Linked DNA regions of Pan troglodytes: all the other regions are linked to region 3. A link is a contact called in public Hi-C and HiChIP or PLAC-seq data. All regions are on one chromosome and are shown on one strand. Each heading gives the region's core, a stretch centred on a gene start, on an enhancer-like site or on the middle of the called end of the contact. The rest is flanking DNA. Distances are from core to core; before and after follow the strand shown. Region 1 overlaps SHROOM3 (shroom family member 3). Region 2 holds the start of CCNG2 (cyclin G2). Region 3 holds the start of SEPTIN11 (septin 11).

Region 1 (4,419 bases), core at 1,421-3,920, 190 kb after region 3:
TTCCTTGGCCAAAGCCTCTGTTCTGATGTCTTCTGAACTCTTCTGAGGATCAGAACTGACTTTCTTTTCTAAACCCTGAGTTCCATTGACTGGATCATGGCTGAGACTTTGAGTCTGGATGGGTGCTGGCTGCCCACCAAGAGACCCAGCAAGTTGGGCGTGAACGCTCATGAAGGAGGGTGGTGTGGACTCAGCCTCTGAACCCTTGATAGAAGTTTGGAGTCTGGAAGCCAGTGTCTGACTACCTACCACATGGGCTGCACCAGGCATGTGCCTTTCCCTTGCAATTGTCACTTTAGAAAGTTTGTTGGAGCTGCCAGGGATATTTAAAAAAAAAAAAAAAAAGAGAGAATGATAAGAGAAGGGTGATGATAAGAGGGTGGAGAAAGACTGAGGGAGAAGCTTTCCACATCATCAGGGCTGTAGCTTTCCACATCTTCCACATGTTACTGACAGAGCTAATGTTAAAGAATATGGCTTCTGATTATAAGTGGGTCTCCTGATACTGAACCCCGAAACTAAAAACATTTACCTACCTAGTCACAGGTCATGCTAGACACACAAACATACATAGATATATACATAGGAGTAGGGTGAGATAGTCACATTTCTGAGATCAACCCCTTCTTTAGAAAACAACAGCACTCTAAAGGGGCTCCTGAGCCCAGCAGCTGGTCAGGAGGTTGTCATCTCCTGAGGAAGATGGACTAGGAATTCAGTTCTGGTGAATGTTGCTGTTAGATTCCAGAGATTTCTGAAAGGTCTAGGTTAACGGGGGTAGTGGTAGTAAGTCACTCTTGTGGTGTTTAAAGAAAGCCACTCAAAAGGTGCTGTCAGGCAATGTGTTTTTTTTGGTGTTTTGAGAGATTACTTGTTCTAGGGACTATGTGTTGGGGAATGCTTCTCTCATTCTTCTAGCTTCCAAGAGGTTTTCCCTAAACATTACTGACCTTGAGCCCTACTCTTTATTCCTCCCTATGGACATGGAGTGATTTTGGAAAGAGAAGCTGAGCATTCACATCCCAGTCTCTCTCTTCTCTTTTGAGACTGAGGCTGCCTCAAGGCTGTATATATTAATATCTATGTGTATTTGTGTGTCTAGCATGACCTTTGATGAGGTAGGTAAACCTGTTTAACTTGGGGGTTCAGTATCAAGAGACCCACTTACAATCTGAAGCCATGTTCTTTAATGTTAGCTCTGTCAGTAATACAAGTGATGTTTTTGTCTTCTATATGCCCTCCTCTTTTGTCTTATTTCCTAACTGATTCAGAACTCAGCCAGGGAGGAGGGATTTACTTGGACCGCCTAAGCCTATCCTGTCCCCAGAAGTGAAATGTGCCCCTTGGGTCCCAGCTTTCATTTCTGCCACCCTGACTCCTCAGTACCCAATGACACTGGTCCAACTACCTCCTGAGGCAAACAGATGAACAGTGTCCTGAGCTGAGCTGTATAGAAACATCTCCATGCCAGGGCTCTTCTGTGGCCAGCAGAAGGACCTGGGCCACCTGGGGCATGACACTCTCCTGTTAGTGGGGGAAAGCTGCCCAGTCTGCTCACTCACCTGGGGCACGGCCCCTCGGGATCCTCACTGTCCAGCTGCGCCTCACACACAGTGTGGGGAGGAGGTGGAGGGAAGTCATCCATGCTATACACCGGGGTTTCTTGACTCGGTGGAGGAGGTGGGGGTGGGGAAGGAGGTTCAAATGTGGGGCTGGACGTGGCCTTGGGGTGCAGATCCCTCACAAACACTTCGTCTTCATAATCCTCATGAGGTGGCGGGGAGTCCCGCAGGACAGACTCAGATATTCGGAGGGAGATCCTCCCTGGAGTGCTCGGGGCCCCAAGAGGTGTGTCTGGGTCAGAAGTGCCGCATAAACTTGGAAGACTCTGCTGTTTTTGATAGTGCTTCAGGTTTGCAAAATCAGGGGCTGAGGATTCCTCAGGAAGGCTGTCCTCTCTGGCTGCGTGGGCCCACTTTGCTCGAGAAGGAGGTGGCCACTGAGGCAGCGAGACCCTCTTCCTCGTTCCCTCTTCTACCCCATGCTCTGGGCCATCACCCTCACAGCCTCTTGGACCGGGAGGCTGGGTCAGGGTGTGACCATTGCTTCTGTGGGTCATGGCAGGGGTGTAGGGCGGGAGAGGCTGTCGCCCTGTCTGACCGTCCTGTGAGCAGTAGCCAGAGGGAATGGCTGAAGGCAGAGGGGTGCCAATTGGGGTCAGGGGTGCAGCCCTGGTGTCTGTGAGCTGCCCTTGAGTTCCTGCCAGTGGTGGCCTGGGGCAGGGTGTCCTACTGGCTTGCCTCTGATGGTCCAGGGTTCCAGGACATTCACTAGGAACAGAGGAATCACCAATGGCTTTGCAGCCTGAACCACCCCAACGAGGGGTGAGATGGTGGAAGAGCAGCAGCATCTCTTCTTGGCCTCTTTCTGAACAACTGAGTGACCTGGAATGGCACACAGACAGGAGGGTTACAGCTCTGAAGAAAGGGGCAAACATGCAGCCCAGTGCTCCTTACATAGATGAGAAAAGCATTTAAGAGGAAGGAGGACCTCTTTTCCTTCCCCCAGAAACTGCACACTGTCTTCCCTGGCTGCTCACAGGAAGACCCAAGTTAAACCAGTACTAGGCAGGCATAAATTCCTACAGGAAAATGTCACATGGAATGACTGGGTTCACAAGGCATTTTCTTTTATTAACCCTCTCACCGCCCCCACATCCTGTACACACCATGCAACATAAGGCAGCTTTTGAGGACAGGCTTCAGGCTATAAAAACAAACAGTGCATTTCTTCAGCCCCTTTTAGGACTACTTCAGGAAATAGCTCCCAGCTCTGGGGAAAAATAATGCTGCCTTCTTCTCTCCCAGTGCGATCCCCACGGGGGAGGTCTGTTTTGAAAGCATTTGCATGGGCTGCTGAATTTGAAGGTTTTATTTACAACTTTTGCTTACTCTCCTAGTGTTTTCATTTCATCTGATGAAAAATAAAAAGGAGGGGGAGAGTCTCACCTAAGGAGCTAATAAACAGTTACCTCTGGAGAAAGAGGCTGGCAATAATAAGCAAATATAGTACATGGTGATTTAAACAACTGTACGCTAGACTCCGAGGAAAAACCCAACAATTCGCAAAACTTTTGTTATTGTGTTCTAAAGGAGAAAAATCCACAAAACAAAACAAAGAAAAAAGAGTCTGTGGCACTACCTGCTATGCAAGAGTTAATGTGAGGATAAAAAGCTCTCCAGCAAACCCACCGTGATTTGTACATTCCTTGTCTGCAGTTCCCTGACTGGCTATGTGAGTGAATCTGGAGTGCAGATGGCACATGTCATCTCACAGATCTGACTCCTCTGAGGGAGTGGTGACTCAGTCCCACATCAGAGCAATAACACAGGGCTTGCCACAAGATCATCCACGTGCCAGGCAAACAGAATGCAGCATGTGGTGGAAGAAGATGGCAAAGAACCAAATTAGCTCTTCTCATGCCTTTATTTTTCCTTTATTATACATAGATGCAGATGATGGAATAAAGGGCCCACCTCTCTCTCTGATGCAACCCCTCCCTTCCCATGACCGGTCCCTTTCATTCAGACATGGTTTCTTTACTAGGAACCTCTCCATAGAGAAGTGTAGCCACTCTGCACTTCCTGGTGGCTTCCCGCTGGGGATGCTCTTCACTTCTGTCTCATCCATCCTGGCATCCCCAGTACCTGCCACCAAGTACCCCCTCAGCAAATGTCTGTTGAACAGTGACGTCTCCTTTGCCCACCTGCTCTCCAGACTGTAGCATACAAACTGTTTTTAAACCCAGCATCCTTTAACAGGATGTGGAGTCAGTTGAAATCTGATGTTTTAACGACTAATTCAGATGCCTTTATTTTATTTATTATATCTTGAGGCTTTTCTAAAGGGGGAGACATCACTAAAACATACAATAATATAGCACTTATCCTTTAAAGATCCAGCCCAATAGACTTTTATATGATGTTTTTAGTTTGTGTGACCTTAGTTTACACAAACTATACTAAAGTGGCATTTTCTTTTTGAAGATAATATCAGTGGTAAATGCTTAGCTTGGTTGAGAATGCTTCTCCGTGGTGATTATTTTGTGTTTTTAGGAATGAAGTTTGGGATAAAAAAAGACTTTGTTCAAGTCCCTTTTATAATAGAGTGTGAGAGGGTCACCCAGAGTCTGCTGATATGTATCCAGGAATCCTACTATTCAAGAATGGATTTTGAAAGCAATTAGTCTCACCTTTGTTTTGTTTTGCTTTAAAAAAAAAAAAGAAAAAGCATTTTTAAAAAATTGTGGTTAGAAAAAACAACATAAAATTTCATCTTAACCATTTTTAAGTTCAGTAGTGTTAATATGTTCACACTGTTGTGAAACAGATCTCCAGAACTTTCACAACTTGGAAACCT
Region 2 (4,511 bases), core at 584-3,083, 210 kb before region 3:
TACTATAAATATGTATTTCACAGGCAGAGGGTGTTTGCACAAATGAACTGCTCAATTCACCCGGAGTCTCCCATCCTGAAGCTGCAGGCTGGAGTATGGGGGGCAGCGAGGAGGGTGCCACATTAAAAACAACAAAAAACCCCACTTCTCTAAAGTATCACTCTCATTCTTGCTAAGAAACAAAAGCATTAACCTATAATAAGGTTTATCTTGGTACTCCAGAAAGAACAACTTTTAAGAAATTTTGCAGGCTTTAGTCATGATTCAACGGGGGCGGGGGGGTTACCTCCTCCAAGCCCCATCAGCTGCTTGAGCAAGTTATCTTTTCTGCCAACTTACCTCCGGGGTAGCCTCAATCAAACTCAGCCCTTTTTCTCGAGGTTGGAATCTCTCTTCTTGTTCCAGGTAGACGTTCAACAACCCGAGGAGTTGGACCCCTTCATGACCTGCCAAGTGCTCTGCCCCCAAATCCTTCATCTGCAGTAAAGACACCACACAGAGAATGTAATCTGGGGGTAAGAGGGGTGGGGAAGCGGGAGAAAGGGCTGAGGCCAGTACCTCCAGCAAGGGTCGCCCCAGCACACCCCGACAAGGAGCGGGTGAAGGGACCAGTCACGTCCGCCAGAGCCCCAGGGCAATCCCGACCACGGCCAGGGAGGTGTGGCAGGGGGAGGAGCCGTGGTCAGGTCCGCCGGCCAGCGCTGGGTAAGACCGGCCAGCCCTGGCCTCTTGGCGTTTCACAAACAGGAAACTGTCCGCGGGCGCCGGCGTCCCCTCCGTCTGCCCCACCTGAAGTCGCGCCAGGGAGGGCCTTCTGCCCAGGGGACTGCAGTGTGGCGAGCGACTGCAGCGGGTCCCGGGGATGGGGCGTTGCACAATAGGGGGGAGGGGAGGGAGAGTCTCGCGACTGAACAAAGAAGCGGAGGGAGGAGACTCCCGAGCCCCGCCCGCCCGGGGCGCCCAGCTGCAGAAGCCCCTCTCGGAGAGTCCCGCCCCCAGCTTTTCCCGTCCGCTGCGGCAGCGCCGATTCCGGACTTACCCGAGAGGCGGATACCCCCGTCCCAGGAGCCGTGGGGTGGCGCGGCACACCCGGCTACGGTCCGGGGAGAGAAGTCCAGTCCAGCCCGCCCCGCGCCCGTACGGACAACACCCGTCCACCCACTGATGCCGGGGCCCCGCAACTCTGCAGAGCCCCGGGGCTGTCAATTCGAGAAGCACCACGCCAGCATGTCCCCGTGACAACACGAGCGGGGGCGAGGGGCACCGAGGCGGAGACTGCCCTTAACCTAGTCGCAACCTCCGTCCACCCCACCAGCATCTATCTGTCCATCGCGGGCGCCAGCTCCCCCCGGGGCTGGGGCTGAGGGCAGCACCCTGGTCGCTCCAGCGGATGAGGAGCAGGCAGCACCGAGGCACTCGCATGGTACCAACCCCCTCAAAGCCCACAGTCCCCACCACGAACAAAGAAACCCACGGCGGCCCTGGGCGGGTCCACTCACCGTGCCGGAGACGCGCCTCCACCCGCCCGCGGCCTCGCGGTCCGCAGGGACTGGGCGCAGCGGGGGCTTCCAAACCTGTCTCGCAGGTCGGGGACCCACCGCCTCAGCGGTGCCCCCGGTCCGGCATCCGACCCTTCCTCCCAGGCACCGCCGCCTCGGCCTCACAGCCCCGGCTCCATCCCGCTCCCCGCGCGCCCACCCTCCGCCGCGGCGCAACGCCGGCCGCGGAAGACCAGCCTACCGCCGCACCCCCGCCGCCTCAGCGGAAGCCTCCCCGAGCCCCTTGTTTTTGTTAAGAGTTTCGACGCCCCCAAGGGGGCGGGGCACGTGACTCCCCGCGGAGGGATCCTGCACTTCCTCCACGGACTTTAAAAAAGAGTCCCGCCCCTAAGCCGCCGTCTCGAGCCTCTCTCGCGGCCTCCCTAGCTCTCCTCGGCTTTGCCGAGCCAGTCCTCCCGCCTGGCGCTAGGGCGGAGAGCGGAATCTGGGCGTCGGGCTTATTCCGCGATTGATCTGCGTTGGGGAACGGGGGAAGACAGAGGGGCGGAAGGAGATCGTTTCTGGTCTCATTACGCCTTTTAAAGGTCCCCGATTTGTTTTGTTTTAGCTGTTTTGAAAAGTCCGCCCAAAGTAGCCGGCTCTCTGATTGGATGCGGGTGGGGCGATGGGAATGCTGAGGACCTGATTCACCCTCGAATCTGGATTGGCTAACTTATCAGTCTTGGAGCCCTCTGATTGGCTTTCTCCGTAGCCTGAGCCTCTCTCTGCCTTGGGGCCTTAGCAACTCCAGGGTCTGGATTGCGCATGCCTGGGTGGGCAGCGGGGAAGGTATTCAGTTACCTGCCCTGCGGGGCTGTGCCTTCTCGCCTGGCTGCCTCCGCCCTTCTCGGGGGAATGTCACGCTCGCGGCGCTTCTCCTAACAGCTAACCTTTGTGACAGCCTTTTCAGCCACGGGAGAGTTTTCTACATTCCTTCTTTATTTTGTCTTGCCGTTCCATTTTGCAATAACCCACCAAATTATTATAACATTGTCGGGGCGTTTACTAAAATATTCAATAAATGCTACAAGTTTGGGTATTTGCTTTAAAATGTTCCAGTCCAAGAGAAAAAAAAAATGGAGAAGAGAGGTGAAATAAGATAGGCAAAAAGTTGAGGGTCGAAGCTGGGTGATGGGTACTCGAGGCTGCATTACAGTATTCTTTCTACTTCTGTGTCTTGGAATTTTTCCATAATTTAAAAAAATTCAGGAGGGACTGAAGGAGGGGGCTTTTCAATAAAAACTTAGCACGCTGATGAGGGTACGTAAACATCTAATAATTACGGCGTACCTCCAGAGGTTGTAGTGCTGTTGTTTTAATGAAGACTCCCAGAGCTTCTTGGTCCTTGGTAACCCATAAATTATCATTTATTGTTCATTATAATTAGCGTTGTTATTATAGGCGACACCTCTCCCAGGACGGGACAAAAAGCAAACCAACCAGGTGCCTTAGGCCAGAGACACTTTCACACGGAATATCAATGGGGGATGTGGTTGACTGCCCTGGAACATTTATTTGTTTACTCTCTCCCTCCTAAATTAGAAAATACCATATTCGTGAGTTCTAATCTACATAATCAGATAGTCCCTGGGAAGAGATTTCTCCTTTCTGTTCTTCTATGTGTTTTCTGTGAATTATTTTGTTACTTGTGAAATATGGGAAGGCACACAACTAGCTTTGGCAGCGCTCTTCTTTGCGGAGCAGCTAAGGAATTTTAAAACTAGGTCCCTTTGCATATTAGCTCGGACTAAACACAGGCATCTGTTTGGAGCACAGAGCAACTGGGGGAAGGCAGCCCAAAAAGCTAACACTTATTTCAGAGAGGTGTGAGCTTGGTGAGGGTTTTGGAAAATAAGATAAAATTAGCACACCAGTTTTAAATGATTTACAGGCTACATAATTTTATCCAATGCTTGTTTTATCTTTTAAACATTAAGTGATAACTTTTATTTGACATAATCATCTTGCTGGAAATCTATGCTGATAAACATAATAGGAACATGAAACTAACTTAGAGACTAGAGCTAAGATTAAAATTACAGAGATGACAGCTCATTGTACAGAGCATCAAAAGGCTGAGTGGACAGGGCCCACAGACAGAAAGCAGCTCGACCAACTATCCACCATCAGAGAAATGAAGAGTTTGTGATCAAAGCATGAAGGAGACTGGGGATGTTTTTTTCAAGTAAGAAGGCAAAGGTAAAAAAGGAACATGTTATTTTATAAGTGATGTGAAAGAGGAAATGCAAATTTATGTGGTAGAAGACTTTAAAAATAACAGACTATATAAAACAAAAAGGAAAAGATTTAGAAATTGTCCTTTGCTTAGGCTACATAATTTTATCCAATGCTTATCTGATCTTTTAAACATAAATAAGTGATAACTTTTATTTGACATAATCATCTTGCTGCTTAGCACTAAATGATATGAAGCTATACTAAATGTGTACTCTATATTTCATAACTGGTATTTTATGTGTCCTTTTACAGACAGCCTCTTGAATGATGTGAACAGTGATGGCTTTCTCTGAGAGTAAGACAAGAAAGCTTTGTAAATGGCGTTGAATTTCCTGCTCTTGGCAGGCCCTGCTCAGCACAGAAGAAAAGACTGATCAGATTGTCCAAGATAGAGCCCTTTATCCACATTAGTCCACTTATCTCTTTAAGATTAAAGGAAAGCAATCATTAAAAATACAGATCCAGTAATTATTAATACAGCATCCTCTTTTTTAAACACCTCATTTTAAGAATGATGATATTCTTGGGAAATGGGCTGGGGGATTATGTAGGTTTTCTCTGTTTACTTTGCAGAATTTTTTGTTTGTTAATATATCTTTTAAAAAAAATTCTCCTCATTCTATTTGTCCTTATCACATTGGCTTACCTTGCCGGAGCTGAAAGTGTTATTTATGAAAAACACATTATTCCCCTTAGGCTAATCAGGCTTTACCCATTAGCCTTTCCCGAGCTTTC
Region 3 (4,049 bases), core at 166-2,665:
CCACCACCTGCAGCTGCACAGCTGTGGGAAAGGGAAGAAGAAAAAGGGAAGAGGAGGTGATAGACAGGGAAAGACATCGCCCGAGGCGCCCCCAAAGCCAGTAAGGCGAGTGGACTGTGAACATCGACGACGAAAAGGGGAAAGGGAAAACAGGAGGACTCCGCCTTTCCCACCCAGCTCCGCTCCTTTCAAAAAAAAGGAAAGGCCGCCGCCGCCCCTTCCTCCGCCTTTCACTTGGGGATGCGGAGCGGCCACTGAACCGCACCCTCGGAGTCCCGCTCCCCTCCGGCCCGGCCCCGGGGCGCGGACCGAGTCTTGCAACCCAGTAGGCGCGGCGCCTTGGCCCACACACTCGGGGCAAAGGTATCTCCTCCCTCCTACTCTCCTCCCTCCCGCCGTGGGGCACTCGATTCTTCACGCACCCGCCCGCCCTTCCTCTTCCTCGCGTCCCAGCCTCCTCAGCCCGCCGCCCCCGGCCTTTCAGCCGCAGAACATTTCAGTCCTTCCACCCACACCACAAGGGAGCCTCCAGAAAACTTTGTGTGTGTTATCTGGGGCTTTGTCCACATCCTGGGCAGGGCCCGCTCAGCCGGGTGGATGCCCGAGGGTGTCCGGGATCTCACAATGCGCTGGGGAGGCCACCACGGAAATCCCACCCCTCTGACCTGCTTCTACAGCTGTGCCACACGCAGCACTTCAGCTCGCAATTCCCATGCCCTGAGCGCCCCCTCGGCGCGGGGGAGACTGGAGGAAAGCCCCGAACCCGGCGCCCTTCTGGCTGTCACGAGGGAAGAGGTGCGCGGGCAGAGGGAGGCGGCTGAGACACGCCGCGCCTCAAAGAATTATTTTAAAGGGAACAGGAGAGGGGTCCTTTTTCTTTCGCATCCCCAGAAGAGGGACGCGACGAGGCGATCCACTGTTGCATCACGTAACTGAGCCCCTGGGCTCCTAACCCCGACCCCAGACGCGCGCCCAAATTCGTGCACACACCCACAGCCGTCGCCGCCGCCGCAGGGCCGAGCACCCGCCCGGCTCCCCTGTGGTCCTCACCGCACCCGCCCCAGAGCAGAGACCACCCGGCGCCCGAGGAGCAGCAGGCGAGGCCCCAGCACTCACAGACGGTCTCCCCACGGCCACGGCCATCGCAGCTGCGGCACCGGCTCCGGCTGCGCCCGGGTGCTTTCCGCCGACTCCGGCTGCTGCTAGTGCTCGGGCTCCGGCTCGCCTCCCTCGCGCCTCCCTCGCGGCTGCGCTCTGCTCGCCGGCGTCCCGCTGGCAGCCAGCGGCATCTGCTCCCCCCACGCCGCCGCCCCTCCCGCTTTATTAGAGCAACATGGCCACCCGCCTGGAAGGGACCATTCGCTTCCCCAGGAAGGGGTGTGAGCCTGCGCGCCCGGCCGCGGTGGTGGGCGGGAGGATGGTGGGCGGGCTCCGAGCCCAGCTCCACTGGCCCCGGCCGCAGGGCTCGCCCCTCCGTCCCCAAACGACCGTCTCCGCTGCCATGAGATGCCGACAGCCTGTGCGCTGGCCGCCACCCCCTGCTCCATCAGGTGCTGGAATCTGAGTAAAAGCCTGGGCGCGAGCTCTCAGCCCCGGGGCCTGCCACCGGCTCCACGAAGCGGGCAGCTCCAGCGGCCGCCGGGAGAAGGAAGGGCGACCGGGGGAGACGGGTCGCAGGGACAGCACGTGGCGGAAAGTTAGCCCCGGACTAGCACGCCCCACCCGGAGAAGCCGGCCTGGAAGGGGCTGCGGACCACCAGGCGGAGCGGTGGGCGACCGAAGTGCGGCTGGGCTGGCCTCCTCGTCTCCGCACTGGAAGAATTGCCCTTCCGCAAGTCTTCCCTTCCCACATGGGGGCCCTCCAGGCCGCACCTCGGTCGCCCACCGCTTCCCTTGAGAAGGGAGACTAAAGACAGGCATCTGGAAGCTGTCACTGTGGCGCGCGGGCAGACAGGGGATCCCATTGGAGAGGAAGAGCCGTAGTAGTCGCTGCTGCCTTCGGCCGACCCAACGGCCGCCTGCTTGGGAGGAAGAAAAAGAACGCCCCCGCTGAAGAATTAAGGCAGCCATTGGTTGCTCTAGGGGTAAGGACCGAGGCCTCCCCTGGGTGTCACTGGAGCAGCCACACATGGGGGATCAGCCGACTTCATTCGATCGCTGGCGACAGACCCGGCGACCCGTAGGAATGCGCGCTGGGGCTGCGGCTGGAGGGCGTGGCGACGGCAACAGGCGGGTGGCTCGAGTGGGTGCGACTCTGGGCGCGTGGGACTGAGAACTCCTCCGCCGTGGGGAAGATTTTTTTCCCAGCAGATGTTGGGGTGTTACTGCGTGTCTGAGGGGCCGGCGGAATGGAGGGGTCCCGGTTCGTGCGGGGCAGCGAGGTGTGTCAGATGAGCTGTGGATCCCTGCGGCCCCACGTGGGCCGGAGAGGGGGGCCCACGACAACAAGCGATTGAGGACAGCGATGGACAGGGCGGGGAACCAGCTGGGTGGAAGCACAGGGAAAGTGTGGTGAGGAGGGAAGGGCTGTGATCTGCCCTCGGTACGACGCCCCAAGGGACAGCCTGGCCTCCTGAATTAGGGAAAAGACAACCCGTCTCTTTAGACTGGGGCGCCTCAGAGTCTGACCTGAGTCTTCAAACGCCCAGATCCCCTGGGGCCTTGAGTCTCCCTTTCCCGCTGGCCCTGCCTCGCCTGCGCTTCAAGACTCCGACGCCCCCGCAGCCTTGGGCTAAGGGTCAGTCGTCCCCGGGCGCGGGTCCGGCTGCCCTGGAACTGATGCTGGATTTCGCTGGTAGGTGGGCGAGGGGCTTGGTCACCCGGTCTGAATTCCACTGTCAGGACAGCTGTGGAACCGCCAGAGAAAAGTCTGGCCATGAAAGAAAGGTGAGGGGCGCCGACGCAGAGCTTATTTATTCAGTCTGTGGGCGGACTCAGACGTGCAGAGCACCAGCCTCTTCAATTTCTGCCCTCTAGACTCCAAATCTTTTGAAATTAGGGACCACCATTTTATGCCAAACATACAGTAGGCGCTCAATAAGTGTTGAATTAAGATTACACATAAATGGGCCGGGCGCGGTGGCTCACGCCTGTAATCCCAGCACCTTGGGAGGCTGAGGTGGGCCAACATGGTGAAACCTTGGCTGTAAAAAAATGCAAAAATTAGCCAGTCATGGTGGCGCTTGCCTGTAGTCCCAGCTACTATAGAGGCTGAGGTGGGAGAGTCGCTTGAACTCTGGAGGCGGAGGTTGCAGTGAGCCGAGATCGCGCCACTACACTCCAGTCTGGGTGACACAGTGAGACCCTGTCTCAAAAAATATATAATAATAAGATTACACACAGATGGGTGCTGTGCAAAGGGAGGGGGAAGACAAATACTTTCTTCTGCAGCTCTGGTACATGGACATTTTGTCCTTTCTCCATAAGGAGGATCAGACAGCAGCAGCACTGCCCATGGGCCAGAGGCCTCATGTAAGGCCTGGGAAAAGAGGGCTCCACACACCACCAACCGGATGTAAGGGCAGTTGCAAAGGAACTGTGTTATCTTGACCAGAACAGACTGTAGAATTTGTTTATCAAATTTTTTTTTTTTACTTATTTATTTTGTGAATGTATATGCTGTAAACTCATCTGCTTAGATTATAAGAATGTGAATGCCCTACCTTGGTGGGTAGGTTAGTTTATTCTAATCAGCAAAACTTAACGTTACATATTCCAACATCTCATTTGGGATGTGAGGATGCTATGGGGAGGATGGGTATCCTGGCATTGCTAGGATGTTGGAGCCTTAGCGAGAGAGTGGCAGAGTGGGGAGAACCTGGCACTTCAGCTACAGATGATCACTTATGAGCTTTGTTATATCAAATAAGTTAAACTTTCATCTCATTTCTTTTTTCTATTGTAAAATAGGGTAGTAACAGTGAGTCCTGGGGGAGGACGTGTTCTGTTAGCCAGATCCACTCTCCAACCTGCTGTCTGTCCCTTGGAGCCTTAACTCAAGAGACGTTCTTTCCCTCTAGCTTCCAGTTGAGTGAAGGCACTAGGAAGCA

What was found. A called contact is a pair of places that touch in the nucleus more often than the background predicts. HiChIP or PLAC-seq counts read pairs in DNA pulled down with a chosen protein or histone mark.
Region 1: a contact with region 3 is called in a Hi-C map of stem cell-derived neural progenitor cells, with 3 times the contacts expected there. The contact joins the enhancer-like site here to the promoter of SEPTIN11 in region 3. A contact is called at or near these places in 2 of 7 Hi-C or Micro-C datasets (blood and stem cell-derived neural progenitor cells) and 1 of 1 datasets of contacts at active chromatin or transcription factors (stem cell-derived excitatory neurons).
Region 2: a contact with region 3 is called in an H3K4me3 HiChIP or PLAC-seq map of stem cell-derived excitatory neurons, with 4 times the contacts expected there. The contact joins the promoter of CCNG2 here to the promoter of SEPTIN11 in region 3. A contact is called at or near these places in 1 of 7 Hi-C or Micro-C datasets (stem cell-derived neural progenitor cells) and 1 of 1 datasets of contacts at active chromatin or transcription factors (stem cell-derived excitatory neurons).

Annotation. Positions count from the first base shown.
Region 1 is chr3:53,371,426-53,375,844 of NHGRI_mPanTro3-v2.0_pri, forward strand. SHROOM3 (shroom family member 3) reads right to left here. Exons shown (of 14, transcript XM_063809524.1): 10 at 1,563-2,444; 11 at 1-313. All of the region lies in intron 2 of LOC107974279 (a long non-coding RNA gene), which reads left to right. Among named protein-coding and RNA genes, the nearest start is that of SOWAHB, 140 kb to the left of the region's middle. Within about 2 kb of position 2,671, at least 9 of the 24 cell types and tissues checked have an H3K27ac peak or open chromatin away from gene starts, as enhancers often do. A contact at or near this core is called in stem cell-derived neural progenitor cells, where this site is marked.
Region 2 is chr3:52,969,733-52,974,243 of NHGRI_mPanTro3-v2.0_pri, forward strand. CCNG2 (cyclin G2) reads right to left here and starts at 1,834. Exons shown (of 8, transcript XM_001147453.8): 1 at 1,500-1,834; 2 at 340-477. The coding sequence starts at 477. LOC134809881 (a long non-coding RNA gene) reads left to right here and starts at 992. Exons shown (of 2, transcript XR_010156556.1): 1 at 992-3,737; 2 at 4,029-4,248.
Region 3 is chr3:53,181,656-53,185,704 of NHGRI_mPanTro3-v2.0_pri, forward strand. It overlaps SEPTIN11 (septin 11), which reads right to left and starts at 1,416. Exons shown (of 10, transcript XM_054682944.2): 1 at 1,117-1,416. The coding sequence starts at 1,143. LOC104006065 (a long non-coding RNA gene) reads left to right here and starts at 2,801. Exons shown (of 4, transcript XR_008547508.1): 1 at 2,801-2,886.